Linked DNA regions of Sus scrofa: regions 1, 2, 3 and 4 are each linked to region 5. The links are chromatin contacts, called in public Hi-C and HiChIP or PLAC-seq maps. All regions are on one chromosome and are shown on one strand. Each heading gives the region's core, a stretch centred on a gene start, on an enhancer-like site or on the middle of the called end of the contact. The rest is flanking DNA. Distances are from core to core; before and after follow the strand shown. Region 1 holds the start of C1QTNF2 (C1q and TNF related 2). Region 2 holds the start of SLU7 (pre-mRNA-splicing factor SLU7). Region 3 holds the start of CLINT1 (clathrin interactor 1). Region 4 holds the start of THG1L (probable tRNA(His) guanylyltransferase). Region 5 holds the start of UBLCP1 (ubiquitin-like domain-containing CTD phosphatase 1).

Evidence for each region. A called contact is a pair of places that touch in the nucleus more often than the background predicts. HiChIP or PLAC-seq counts read pairs in DNA pulled down with a chosen protein or histone mark.
Region 1: an H3K27ac HiChIP or PLAC-seq map of alveolar macrophages shows a contact between it and region 5. The contact joins the promoter of C1QTNF2 here to the promoter of UBLCP1 in region 5. A contact is called at or near these places in 1 of 5 promoter capture datasets (fetal skeletal muscle) and 1 of 2 datasets of contacts at active chromatin or transcription factors (alveolar macrophages).
Region 2: a Hi-C map of liver shows a contact between it and region 5, with 4 times the contacts expected there. The contact joins the promoter of SLU7 here to the promoter of UBLCP1 in region 5. A contact is called at or near these places in 1 of 5 promoter capture datasets (fetal liver) and 1 of 47 Hi-C or Micro-C datasets (liver).
Region 3: a contact with region 5 is called in an H3K27ac HiChIP or PLAC-seq map of alveolar macrophages. The contact joins the promoter of CLINT1 here to the promoter of UBLCP1 in region 5. A contact is called at or near these places in 1 of 47 Hi-C or Micro-C datasets (heart right ventricle) and 1 of 2 datasets of contacts at active chromatin or transcription factors (alveolar macrophages).
Region 4: a Hi-C map of liver shows a contact between it and region 5, with 5 times the contacts expected there. The contact joins the promoter of THG1L here to the promoter of UBLCP1 in region 5. A contact is called at or near these places in 2 of 47 Hi-C or Micro-C datasets (heart right ventricle and liver) and 1 of 2 datasets of contacts at active chromatin or transcription factors (alveolar macrophages).

Annotation. Positions count from the first base shown.
Region 1 is chr16:63,179,292-63,181,991 of Sscrofa11.1, forward strand. It overlaps C1QTNF2 (C1q and TNF related 2), which reads left to right and starts at 1,291. Exons shown (of 3, transcript NM_001142829.1): 1 at 1,291-1,329. LOC102168193 (a long non-coding RNA gene) reads right to left here. Exons shown (of 4, transcript XR_001301904.2): 1 at 1,984-2,700.
Region 2 is chr16:63,117,128-63,119,827 of Sscrofa11.1, forward strand. It overlaps SLU7 (pre-mRNA-splicing factor SLU7), which reads left to right and starts at 1,299. Exons shown (of 16, transcript XM_003134093.4): 1 at 1,299-1,692.
Region 3 is chr16:65,496,106-65,498,805 of Sscrofa11.1, forward strand. It overlaps CLINT1 (clathrin interactor 1), which reads left to right and starts at 1,378. Exons shown (of 12, transcript XM_021076894.1): 1 at 1,378-1,612. The coding sequence starts at 1,572. It overlaps LOC110257284 (a long non-coding RNA gene), which reads right to left and starts at 1,364. Exons shown (of 5, transcript XR_002339697.1): 1 at 1,271-1,364.
Region 4 is chr16:65,609,324-65,612,023 of Sscrofa11.1, forward strand. THG1L (probable tRNA(His) guanylyltransferase) reads right to left here and starts at 1,296. Exons shown (of 6, transcript XM_003134104.4): 1 at 1,063-1,296; 2 at 89-265. The coding sequence starts at 1,253.
Region 5 is chr16:64,204,366-64,207,065 of Sscrofa11.1, forward strand. It overlaps UBLCP1 (ubiquitin-like domain-containing CTD phosphatase 1), which reads right to left and starts at 1,319. Exons shown (of 11, transcript XM_003134100.4): 1 at 1,003-1,319.

The DNA.
Region 1 (2,700 bases), core at 41-2,540, 1.0 Mb before region 5:
ATCTCTCCTATAATTTGGAATATTTAGGAAGAAAATCTGAGAAACGCTGACATAATGGAAAGCATTTGGGCATTAGGGTCAGCCAAACCTAAGTTCAAATATAACTTCTGCATGAACTAGTTGTGTAAATATGAGCAAATTAGCCTCTCCAAGCTTCAGTTTCCTCTTCTATAAAGCAGTGCACGCGGTGGCAGGGGCGGTGCAGGGGGTAGATACCAGGGAAGGGAGCTAGATGTATTACATTATATATTATGAATAGTCTTCAGAGCCCTTCAGATGCAGGTTCAAATGTTCTCCCAGTATTCGAATTGTATGACTTTGAGAAAATCATTTCACTTCTCAGAGCCTCTATTTCTTCTGAACACAAGAAGGTTACTGTCTTCATAGGGTTTATTGTAAACTTCAAATAAAATAATTCCAGTAAAGAGCTTTGCATGTTTCCTGGAACTTTATAGATGTCCACTTAAGACAGTTTGCCTCTGCCTCAGTTTCCCTGTCTATATCCAAAGGGGTTGGATTGGATGGCCCCCTGGGGCTCTCCTCAAGTTTGTCATTCTAAATTTATTTTTAAAATCTTGCAAGAATGAACCTGTCTGGATGCCTTGGGGCCTTGGACCCTCTCCTAGCACTTCTTGACTCCAGGTTTTTTTACCTCCGTGGTGTGGAGAATAGGCTGAGGGGCCCAGAGCAGGGGAGGCTGGGAGTGGGGTTATTTGGAGCCTGGTGTTTTGGGGGTTTTTGGGGTTTGGGGAGGTTGTTTATTTGGTTTAGGGCACCATACCCCATGGCATGTGGAAATTCCCAGGCTAGGGGTCGAATAAGAGCTACAGCTGATGGCCCACACCACAACCACAGCGACATGGGATCTGTGACCTACACCACAGCTCACAGCAATGCAGGATCCTTAACCCATTAAGCAAGGTCAAGGGTCAAACTCGCATCCTTGTGGCATCCTTGTGGATACTAGTCGGATTCATTTCCTCTGGGCTACAATGAGAACTCCTGTTGTTTTTTGTTTGTTTGTTTGTTTTGAGGTGTCCTGGAGGCAAGGAGATTGCCCTCTCCATCCCTCTGGGTTTGGAACAAGAATCTAATCGCCCCGCCTTTATTTCCAAAACAGTTCCTGGCTCAGGCTGCAGGAACCTCCAGGCTCCAGCCCTGAGAAATCCCTTCCTCTCGGCTTGTTCCAGAGCCCTAGGCCTCCACCCAGCCCCTGAGCCCCTGAGTGGGCCGGCACCACTGAGCGGGATCCCCTGTGGTCCAAAGAGGCTGGAGGGGAAGGACGTGGGCTGGAGAGAAGACCCTCCTCCCTGGAGTGTGGGAGTGGAGGTGAGAAAAAAGAGGAGCTCTTCCCCTCCCTCCTGGCTTTCTCTCCTCCAGCTGTCTCTCTCCCCTGCCTGACTTGCAGACTCTCATCTGCCTGGGAGACTTGCCCTACTTCTTCCTTCCCTCCTTCCCTCCCTCCCTCTCGGAAAATATTTTCAGGTTGGCACTTTCCTAACTATTTCAAACCTGCTTTGAGAATTCAGTTTCTCTCCTGGGGCCCTACTTGTGTCCCAGCTCACAAGTAACACTAAGACCAGTTTTGCAAGGCTCTCATCAAGCAGACCAGGTAAGGAGATGAAGATTCCTGGGGCCTACAGTGTGTCTAGGACACCGTGTTCCAAAAGTTACATCCTGCATGTAAACTTCCCCCACATTTGCCAGGCTTGCCTGAGCACACATTGCACTAGGGGACAGCAAACTGCAACTTTATTTTTGTCTCCCTCTGCCCCTTTATAATTTAGCAGTGAGGGAGCTCTACCCCACCCCTGCCCCCTGGTAATTCACTCCCAAGGAATCCATCTTTAGTCAAAGGTGAGACTTCTCCTCTCCCCTGCACAGGTGTGAGGCTGGCAGGACCATCTGCTCCCTCTCCCAGGCCACCTCTCTCCAGGTTGAAGGACGGAGAGGTAAAGGGACAGATGACAGGAGGGTCCTTACTTGTTTCACTGCTGGGACAGGGTGGACACTGATGACGTCTCTTCTGTGGGGTGCCTTCTGTGGGCTCCTCAGGCTTTCCCAGGTTGAGTCCTCCAACCGGAACAGTCGTGAAGCTGCTCTATCCCTGGCCTTTTGCACACTTTCCTTTCACAGGCAAGTCCAGGCCTCACCCTCAGCTTCTGGTTGTCTGGTTTTCTGGTATCCACCCTGCATGGTTATCGCTGCTGGGCTGCCCTCTTTCTGTTCTGATCTTTCTGGCCCAGGCTGGCTGGGGCTGCAGAATGTCCAGTACCTTCCATCGACCAGGGAGGACAGGAAGGCCGTCAGCCCCCTTCCTGGACAGCAGAGCGCTCTCTCTTCCTCTTCCCCTTTTTCACGATGCATGTCCATGCCCTTTCCCCTCCCAGGGACGCTGGTCACATTTTAAAATCCAAGGGTGCCCAGAGTCATAGAATGGGCTCTCAAATGGTTGTTTTGTCACTTCTTCGTTTTTTGGCCTGACCCCTCAACTTAGTGGTTTAGCGTGCAACCTCTCGTGTGACCTCGTGCCCCGCTGAAAATTTCCATTTTAACACCCTCTGTAGCTCACCCACTGAGGCTTTCTTTGAGTCCTCTCTAAAGGGCTAGATATCCAGAACTAAGCTGCGCTGGTCAAGTCCCCCTTTTTTTCGGTCATTTCTGGCTACCCCGCCGAATATGAAGCTCCTGGGCCAGAGA
Region 2 (2,700 bases), core at 49-2,548, 1.1 Mb before region 5:
ATCAAAATTAATAATTACATTCTTATGCCCTGGACACTGAAAATTAATAAGAAAAAAATAGATTATATGATAATGAGATCTTTTATTGAGACAAGGATGTTAGCTATTTTCACTTTGACATTTGGAAGGAATATATACGTGTTATTTCAAAAAACAAAATGTTGACCAGAACATTGGAGTTCCCGTAGTGGCTCAACGGTTAACTAATCTGACTAGCATCCATGAGGATGCAGGTTCAATCCCTGGTCTTGTTCAGTGGGTTAAGGATCCGGCATTGCCCTGAGCTGTAGTGTAGGTCAAAGACACAACTGGGATTCTGTAGGCCCACAGCTACAGATCTGATTCGACCCTAGCTTGGGAATCTCCATAAAGCCACGGGTGTGGCCCTAAAAAAGCAAAAAAAAAAAAAAAAAAAACTCAGAGAAAGTTCTACTCCAAAATTACTGCTTATTTTCCAGCACTTTATTTCACATTACACTTTAAAGGAAAGTTCAGATGCCATATATATCATTGTTTTGTTTTCACACAACGGAAATCGTTCTAAAGAGCTTTTTTCCTAAGAGTAAAACACAAGATCACTTTGGGGCAAAGTGTTGCAATTACGGATTAGATCCATATATCCTCAGAGGACCTGGTATTCCTTTGATAGCAGCTTTCTACAAATCACCGGAAAAACTTAGTGTCTTTCTCACTCTGTATGATGTAAATTCGAAGAGGGAAAGACTGTGTTTACCACGTCCCCAGCGTGTTACACTAGCTACTAATTAATACTAATTTTAACTCTTTCTTTCTTTCATTTTTGGCTGCCCAACGACATATGGAGTTCCCTCGCCAGGGATGAGAACCGAGCCACAGCTGCGACCTATGCTGCAGGCAGGATCCTTAACCCACCGCACGGGCTGGGGAAGGAACCCGCTTCGCAGCGCTCCGGCAGAAACGCCGCCGGTGTCTCTGAGCCTCAGCAGGAAAACTTTCACTGCTTTTTTAACTTCAAGCACTTCCGCATTCATTTCGTTGCACTTTGATTTCATTTCGTGAAGCATAAGCTGTTGTCTGTTCTCGGCACTAAAACTTTTGTTTGCATGTTTTGTTTTACGTCGTAAAATTCTGCGACTCAAAAAGAAAAAGAGTTGAAAAAGCACAGGATGTAAAATGAGCTGCTCAGGAGTTCCCGTCATGGCGCAGTGGTTAACGAATCCGACTAGGAACCATGAGGTTGCGGGTTCGGTCCCTGCCCTTGCTCAGTGGGTTAACGATCCGGCGTTGCCGTGAGCTGTGGTGTAGGTTGCAGACGCGGCTCGGATCCCGCGTTGCTGTGGCTCTGGCGTAGGCTGGTGGCTACAGCTCCGATTCGACCCCTAGCCTGGGAACCTCCATATGCCGCGGGAGCGGCCCAAGAAATAGCAACAACAACAACAACAAAAAACAAACAAACAAACAAAAATGAGCTGCTCAATTCTAACCCAAAACTAGAGACCCCCTGTAGAGAGGTAGGTACGGATCGAGATCTCGCGAGACCAGCGTCGTTTGGGTGTCCGAGACCCAGAGTCTTTGGTGCGCATGTGTTAGTCGTCCGGAAGGCGCCGCAGTGGGTGCCGGGAGAGGAAGGAAAGTCAGGAAGTAAACATTGACGCTCCGCTTCCTTCGTGTCCGGCTGTTTTGGGGTCAGCAACTGCGCGACTTCGTGACCAGGTGAGGGATTATTGTGAGAATCTGGGGAAGGGGAGGAGGGTGAAGGTGAAGAACTCAGGGAAGTGAGCTAGAGGCTAATACAGATATCTTTACGGCGTTGACGAACGCCAGGTTGAGGAGAAAATGGGAACAGGGGACCGAAAAGGATGCCGCCGTGCTAGGCCTCATACGTGGTACTTGTGCCCAGTTAGACCAGGACTGTATCTTCAGTGGCATGACATATAGTGCTGGTGTTATATTTCTCTCGGACAGTCCTGCATTGGAGGGTTTTAAGCTTGGGTAGTGGGACATGATATGGTTAAATCTGTTTTAAAAAATAGCACTGCAGTGTGGAGAATTAATTGTAGGGAATCAGAAGAGACTCAAAGGAAAGAGTAATAACGTTGTTGAGAGCAGAAGTAGATGAATTTGAGTGATATTCAGAAGGTGAAAATAATACTTAGTGCTGACAGAGATATGGGTACTAGCTAGAACGTTGTTAAGTGATGGATGATGGTGTCTGTCTTTCATCAAGAGAGGGAACAGTGGAGGAGATTAGATTTCAGAGAGAAGATTAAGATTTGTTGAGTTCAGGGAGTTCCTCTTGTGGCGCAGCGAAACGAATCCGACTAGTATCCATGAGGATTCGGGTTTGATCCCTGGCCTCTATCAGTGGGTTAAGGATCTGGCGTCGCCATGAGGCGTTCTGGTTGCAGACTGAGGAGAGGAAAAAACAAAACAAAACTGTTTGTTGAGTTTAGTTTTCTCTGTGGTATATAAGTGGAGATACTTTGAAGCAAGTAATTGTAATGTACTTATCTGAAGCTCAAATAAAAGGTCTGGAGTAGAGAAATAAATTGGAGAGCCAACAGTTGTGTATTTTGGCTGTTGAAGCCTTGGAAATAGATAAGCTTGTCCTCTGCTGGAGTTAAGAGTGATGAAGAAGGCCCTAGGATTGAGCCTTGTGGAATCCAACATTAAATGACTGTACAGAAATGAATGAACTTGCAAAGGAGACAGGAACCAGTT
Region 3 (2,700 bases), core at 128-2,627, 1.3 Mb after region 5:
CTCCCCACACATAGAAAATGCTCAATAAAAATTTGTACAGTGAGGAGTTCTCCCTGTGGCTCAGCAGGTTAAGAACCCAACACAATGCCCACAAGGATGTGGGTTAGACCCCTGGCCTCTCTCAGTGGGTTAAGAATCCAGTGTTGCCACAAGCTGCAGCTTAGGTCGCAGATGAGACTCAGACCCGCTGATAATGTGCCTGTGGCGCAGGCCAGCAGCTGCAGCTACGAGGGGACCCTTAGCCTGGGAACTTTCACATGCCACAGTTTTGGCCGTAAAAAGAAAAAAATGTACAATGAAAAGAACTGTAAAGTTTAATTAGTTGGACCACAGGAACTTCAAAGTTGCCCAACTCAAAAATGAGTCAAGAGGAGTTCCCGTCGTGGCGCAGTGGTTAACGAATCCGAATAGGAACCATGAGGTTGCGGGTTCAGTCCCTGCCCTTGCTCAGTGGGTTAACGATCCGGCGTTGCCGTGAGCTGTGGTGTAGGTTGCAGACGCGGCTCGGATCCTGCGTTGCTGTGGCTCTGGCGTAGGCGGGTGGCTACAGCTCCGATTCAACCCCTAGCCTGGGAACCTCCATATGCCGCGGGAGTGGCCCAAGAAATAGCAACAACAACAACAATAACAACAACAACAAAAGACAAAAAAAAAAAAAAAAAGAGTCAAGAGAAAAATGAAGTGACAACTATTGCAATAAAACACTGAATGTGGTAAGAATATTCACCTGACAAGTTCTTGGGCCTGTCATAAGTATTGTGCTGCTGTTTTTCTACAATTTCCCATGGAATGTGAACTGAGTTTCCGAGCTTTATAATAAAGTAACAAGGATAGCAGGTAGTTGCCTAAATATCAAAGCACTGTGTCAAAGAGTGGAAAAAGTTTTGAAACACAACCTATTCAATTTACAAGGATGGAAAAAGTTTTGAAACACAACCTATTCAATTTACAAGGATGGAAATTAAAGCCCAGAGAAGGAAGTATATTTAGACATTTGGAACCAAATACAGAGTAGCTTCTGCAAATGAGTAATACATAGGCCAATCACACTTCCTTATAATCATTATTAACATAATAATACCTTATGTTTGAAAAGCAAGTTTGAGTGTGGCAAGATTCTACACCCCTGGTTCTGAAACGTGAGCATGGAGGATTTGTTAAAGTACAGAGTGCCGAGCCCCACCCCCAGAGTTTGAGATTCTGTGGCTCAGGGGGCTCGGGAGGGGCACGGAGAACCCCGAGAGCTTAAGAGGAAGCACACTAACCTTACCTCTCCAACTCTCCCTGTTTAACTGTCCCGCTTGGCGCGCAGAGAGAACTACAAGTCCCAGCGTGCCCTGCGCGCAGCCGGCGGAAAGGCAGGCACTTCCGCTCCACGCAGCGCCTCTGCCCCCGCGTCTCGACGTGTCACTGGCGGCGCCGCGGCTGTGGCAAGAGAAGGAGCTGACTGGGGGAGTTTGAGGCGGCGGGCGGCGGCAGCGACCCAGGCCTGGATCAGCCCCGACGCGGAAGTGTTCCGGGGTCCGTGGGGAGCAGGAGAGGGGGTAGCGGCCCGGCCCGCTCGGGGCACGATGTTGAACATGTGGAAAGTGCGGGAGCTGGTGGACAAAGCGTGAGTATCGGGGGGCAGTTGTGGCCCAGGCCCACGCGGGAGAAGGGGGTGGGTGGGAAGGAGCCGGCCCTGCGCGCGGGGCCGCCAGCGTCACGCCCCCCGGCTGGTTGGCCCCATCATGGCGGCGACCGGTTGTCTCCCCGGCCCCGGGCCGCGTCCCAGTCCGCGAGTCTGGGAAGGGACCCTTCCTCTTTGGAAACATCCTCTTAGCCGCATTCTCTCCTGCCCAGGCGTTCCTCACCCTGTCCCTACCCTCACCCTTCCAGCTATAAACGCTTTAGTCAGGGGGGTGAGCAGGGTTGTCTTGAGCTGGGTCGCTGCCCTGGCCGGAGAGCTCTCTTGGCTGCGGGCTTTGGGCTTTGCTTCTTGGGCAGCAGCGAACGCTTGGGGTTAGGGGACCTAGTTCACGGGTTCTCTGCGCCCCTCATTGTGGTGCGGAGACCTTAGGTTTGGTCACGATGTGTCCTTTACCTTGCTGGGTTTCTTTTAATCCTTAATGAACCTGGTGTGTTGGAGTGGGTGGTAGGTGTAACAAGTGGCCGTTGTGGTCAGACTGAAGTTACTCAAGAGGCGACTCATCCTTTGCTTGTCTAATACGAGTGAGAGTAGATCACCACATAACTTACTGTGATTCTTTCTTTCTGATCCTTTTCCCCTACACTTCATTTCCCCTCAAGAAGAAAGCAACCCAGGTTTATATCCTGTTGATCCACTTTTAACTCCCCTGACAGGTAAAATGACTAATACATAGTTGATTTTTTTCTTTAAAACTTAAGTGATAACTTTAGTGTCTTACTACCACTAGGGAAACCTTAACACTTAAAGTGAATATATTACAGTGATGTAACAGGGGTTAAGTAAGATCTTCTAGGCCAGCAGGAAATAAAGTTTAGGAATTTAACCAGTCCCCTTCCTTTTGGGTTTTAGTGATGATGCAATAAGTGTGGTGACAAAAACAGTTCATTTGTGCTGCTCACCCAACCTAAAATCAGAAAGTGTAGATGGCAAATTCTTGAGGCTTTCGTGACACCAGAAGAAAATAATTCATTAAGAGGTATAAACTACTAGGTATAAAATAAATTAGATCC
Region 4 (2,700 bases), core at 46-2,545, 1.4 Mb after region 5:
TAAGCTGCCATCTCTAAGTCTGTGATTATAATAAACAGAAACCAGTGCTGGGAGGAAATATTCTGAAGGAGCTAGGCCACAGAATTACCTGGCTCTTCTTTTAAACCAATTGCTCTTCCGCTTGAACACAAAGCTGTACTCATCACTCTGTCCATATGCAATCACAATATCCTCTAGTTCTTCCATTACTGTCTGGGCACATTTGGTCATTAAGTGGAGAGCACGGCTGTCGTTAGGTTTTGCAAAGTGGTGCTTCTCTGCAAACCTTCATAGGGTAGAGAGAACAGGGAAAAGGGTATGGGTCGAAGAGAGCTTGTCATTAACACCACGTATCAAAAAGGCCGTTCAAAGAGGAAGATACTGTACTAGTGCGGTAAAACCAAACATTTCACTAGCCACACACTGATCCATTTCGTTAAGAACTCTAGTTTTTTCTTACTCTGACCAACTGAGAAAAAAGGATATAAATACTAAGCCTCTCTTTCCTTTTCTGTGAAATGGGGATAAAGTTACTTCATAGACTTGTCCTTAAGATTAGACGGAGATTAATATAACTATGCCTGGGTCCTTGGAAGTACTCAATAAATCTTAAAGGAGCACTTCTTAAGACTTACATTCCCACCTGTTACACTTCTTTTTTCCTGAGAAAGTTCCATTTTGAGGCCAGTCCATGACTTTTAATGAAATAAGAACATACAGTGTTGCCCACAGCAAAGCCTCAACAGGCCGCTGAAGAGTCAGGCCGCAGATACCTAGCCAACAAGATAGCTCGGCAAAGGCTGAAGAGCTGAAATAATGCACCCGAGGGTGCCTCTTCCCACTAGGGCCGTGCTAACGGTTACGCCAGCCCAGCTCCTCACAAGTGGAGTACCCTGTCTCATTTAACTACAACGATCCCCTCACGTTCAAGCAAATTGCAACAGGCACGTAGGTTGATGCTCAATGCCATGCGCTCATTGGCTGCTGCGTTACTCTGGTAACCATGAGCTGGGGCTGAGACAGAGGTGTTGGACTCCCCGGAAGCGCTGGCGAACCATGCAGCTCCGAGCCGAACTCGCTTACCGATGGAAATTCCTGCCGTCCAGCCGCACCACCACCCAGCAGTGGGCCAGGCATGTGTCGTCAGCCTCGAAATCTCGCACATACTCGAACTTGCTCTTTGCCATGATCGCCCCCAATTTCAAGTACCGTCTCAGAGTGACGGAAGCGGCAGCCAAGCAATCGCCAACCTTAACGTTGCTAGCTGCCCACATTTCCCCACGGAAGGGAAAGGATCCGAGAGCCCCGCCCCGGAAGTTCCTGTGACTTTTCGTGGCCGCTCTAGCTACAGTGGAGGCCAGCCCTCCTCTCGCCTCTCCTTGTAGTTCTTAACCGATTTCCTGGCTGGGAAGGAGGATTCTTTTCTTCCCTTTAGTACTACGCGCGTGGTTGCTCACCTATCTCTTCCCGGTCCTGCAACAAATCATTCTCATAAAGTGTTAAAAAATTCATTTCTAGCCAAGTCTGAAGGTTTAGTTGTGATTTTTTTCTTTCTAAATGTCATTTATTAATTTGTTGTAGAAAATGTGGAATATATCAAAAAACACAGTTACGAAAATCAACACCATGTGTCCCCTCTCCCTGTTAAAGCATTGTGGATGGGTCCTTCCAGTCCTTTTTTTGTATATGTGTTTTCACACAGGGAACATACAAAATTGGAATCAGAAGCCTACACAATTTTTATATTTATTCTATTCACCTTGAGCATTTTCCAACGTCATTAAATATTCCAAAGTATGGCTTAAAAAAAAAAAAAAAAAAAAAAAAACCAAAACAAAACGTCTCAATTCCGACATAGGTAGTCCCAAATTAACTCATTCAACTTTTTCACAAAGACCCGATGTTTGATTTCTTGTTGCTGGTAAATACTAGTGACAATAAGACTTTAACATTTGTACTTTTTGAAAACATTACCTACTTACATTTTTTTTTTTTTTTTTGCCTCAGGAAAATATCATTCAAATAATGTAAAAGGATATATGTTGAAAAGTAAATCTCTCACTGACTCCTAATTAAGCAATTACTGTCACTAGTTTCTCATCTTATACATTCATCCAGAAAGAAATATAGAGATAGAGATGTATTTTGTTTCAGGGCAAATTATGCTTAGAGACTGAGACTGTCTTTGCCAGTATTTTATTTACTACAAGTTTACTGTGGGAATTATATTTCTACAAGCCAATAGCAAACAGGACATGCCTCTTAATAACCTACAAAGAAATAACATACTCCAAATTATAGATTGATTACACCACTGTTCCAGGCAAGGGGAGATAAGAGAAATAAAGTCCAAATTCAGTTGAAATATATCTTTCCTATGAAATTCTTTCTCAGGAGAGTAGACCTAGCCAACCATGGGCTCATGTGTGGCTCCCAGCTAAATGAAAGTGACAAGTCCCCTCTTACTGGAGCATGTTACTAGGGAATGAGGCCCAGAATTGAGGGGCAAGATGATCTTTGCAGTATCCCTGCACAGCTTATGCCACTGCCTATAAAAGGATCACCTTTATCCAAGCAGGAGCTAATGCCCCAAGGGTCTTCAGAGAGCTGTTTAGGTCAACAAAGAGACAACTTGCCCAGACCAAAACCGTCCTATAGTCCTCAAAAACTCTGGGTACTTACAGTCTAAGTCTCCTCACCATAGCTGCTTCTTAGGTTTTT
Region 5 (2,700 bases), core at 69-2,568:
GTAACTTTCTCTAGTCAAGGCAGGAATTTTTACTTGACAAGAATACTGTTAGGGCATGAGGTAACAGCCGTGACAGCACTATGTAGACTGTAAAAAGCAATATGAATGGCGGTGATGATAGAAAAGTAACATGCTCAACAAATTAATTGAATCATCTCATTTAATCTTCACAATCTAAACTGACAACTAGTGTCTTCGTTACGCAGATCAGAAAACCGAAAAAGGAGAAAAACAACTTGCCAGAGACCATACAACTAAAAAGTAGCAAAGGTTGTTAACTTGAAAATAACAGCAGCAAAAGTTAACACCTTAGGAATTGAGATAAGGGAGTTAACTTTTCAACTTGCCTACTTAAAAGGTAACTATTAAAGTACTGTCAACTCCCAACTCGAGACAGCACAGCAGCAGCAACTGCGAGGGAGTGGAGAGGCAAGAGCTTCGGGAAGTAACTGGTGGGACAGCATAAAAAGGAGGTAGAGGAGTTCCCGCTGTGACACAACAGGATTAGCGCCTTGGTAGCGCTGGGGCGCAGGTTCTATTCCCGGTCCGACCCAGTGGGTTGGGGATCCCGAGTTGCGGTAGCTGAGGCTTAGGTCATGTCGGTGGCTCGGATATGTCGCCGGGCGGCCCAAAAAAGGGAGCGGGGGAGTAGAGATGCCCCCAGCCGAAGAGGGCCAGGATGCGTTCCACAGGTAGGAGAAGAGATGGGCAAACCCCAGAAGAGAAACGAGGGAGAAATGAGGTTTGGGGACGCAAAACCCACTGAGTCCTCCACACAGTCGAGGAGGCCGGATGCGAGGGCGGCAGCCCTAGTGCTGAGCCGGCGGAGGTTGGAGGCCTGGGCCGCGAACCAGGGCAGACGCGGACGGGGCACCCACAAGCAGCTCCAGCCTGCACGCCGGGCGGAAGCAGAGGAGACGTCAAGGGGACAGCAAAGCTGCGGTCCCCTAGCCCAACGGTGTCTCCGCGGCCAGCGCGCCGCTACACTCCTCTTCCCCTCACCTGGAACAGCGGACGCAGGATCCCCGGCAACAGCGGACGCAGGATCCGACCGCAGCGGAACCCCAGACGACCGGAAGTGAGAGGCGAGGACCGGAACCGGTTAACGAACCGGAAGTTAGGCTTTTAAACGGAAGCGCGCGGGGGACGGGAGTGCTGTTTCCCTTGTTTCTCTTTGGGTAGTGATGCTGCATAGCCCCTGCTTCATAGAGACGTCGTCGCCGAGACTAGGGGACCAGGCCTTTACGAGAGTGTGGCCGCTGTGCAGATGCCTGCGATCCCACGGCGGTGGCGGCCCTCACCTGTTCTGCGCATGCGTCCCACTCGCGGGCTCTGAGGCGGGCGGAGGTTGGAGGGCTGGGCTATGACGTCTCTGGTATTGTTTCGCCGAAGTCGGAGCTGGGACGGAGTCGCTTCGCCGGCTTCCCCGGTTATTCTTGAGATCTTCGCGGGACTCAAGCCTAGGACTCCTGTGGCTTTGTTATGTTCCGAATGAGGTCTGAAAGGTGACGTTTGAGGACTGTAAACTTGAGAACTCTTCCTGGCCCCCGGGGCCACCAACACCAGTAATTCTACCCATTTTTCCCAATGTAAAGGGAAACAGATTCCTCAAGAAAGGGAAGGGGCAAGCCCAAGTCTTGGAAGACAAGAAAGCAAATCTGATTTTGAGAGCTGCCGTCGAGGTTACTGTAGTACTGTATCCACCCGCCCCTTCAATCTTCCCTCAGAATGTTAATTACAAACCTTGACAAAAGAATTCCAGACTTCAGTGGATTTTTGGAGCAGCCCTTAGCTGGTATTTATAGCGAACTCTCAATGTGCATCACTTTATGTTAGGAAAAAAAAATTGCCCACCAGATTGTTGTGGCGCCAAACAAAACTTGGGTTTGAGGAAGGTAAAAATAATATTGGCACCAAGTATGCACCAGTCCTTAAATTACTTGTATATTTCTTTCTTGGCAGCGATTGTAACTGATCCATGATTCCCTTTGGCTGCCGTGGAAAGTAAGCAAAGAGCCAGGTTTTATGTCTTAGCAGTTTTTTAGTTAAGACATGTAAACTACTTTGCGTTTTCCTTTACTTTTGTGGTAATTTTTACTTCACTAGTATGAGTGTGCTCATTTTTAAAAATGAAACATTTTCAGCAAAAAGCATTACCTCTTTCCTCCAAAAAATAGGGAAGGGAAAACCCCACGTTAAAAGAGTTTGTACAAAAGTCATACATTAGCAATCCAGCCAAAGAGATGGTCAAAAGGCGAGGAACTGGACTCCAGAATGAATTATAATCTTTCAATCCAATCTTTTTTTATTTGTTCCAATGCCAAGCAGCTTCTTGACCACTTCATATTTTTGCAGTGGTGGTTAAAGAAGCTTGTTTCCTCTCCCCACCCCCAGGGGACGGGCCCAAGCCTGCCGCTTGTAGAAGTTCCTAGGCGGCAAATCCAACCTTGCCACAACAGAAACCCGTGCTGCTGCCGTGACAACTGAGAAGCTTGTTTTTCTTAATATTACAGTGAGCTAAAACATTTTTAAGGCTTTACTAATTCTAAGCAACAGGATCCATAAGGAGGTTCTTTTTAATCATGGAATAGCTTTGTACAAATGGTCTGATAAGTCTGGTATTACTAAAGTAAATAATTTAATAATTACAAATCATCTAACCAAGTGTTGAACAGTAGTATTTCTCAGAAAATAATGGTA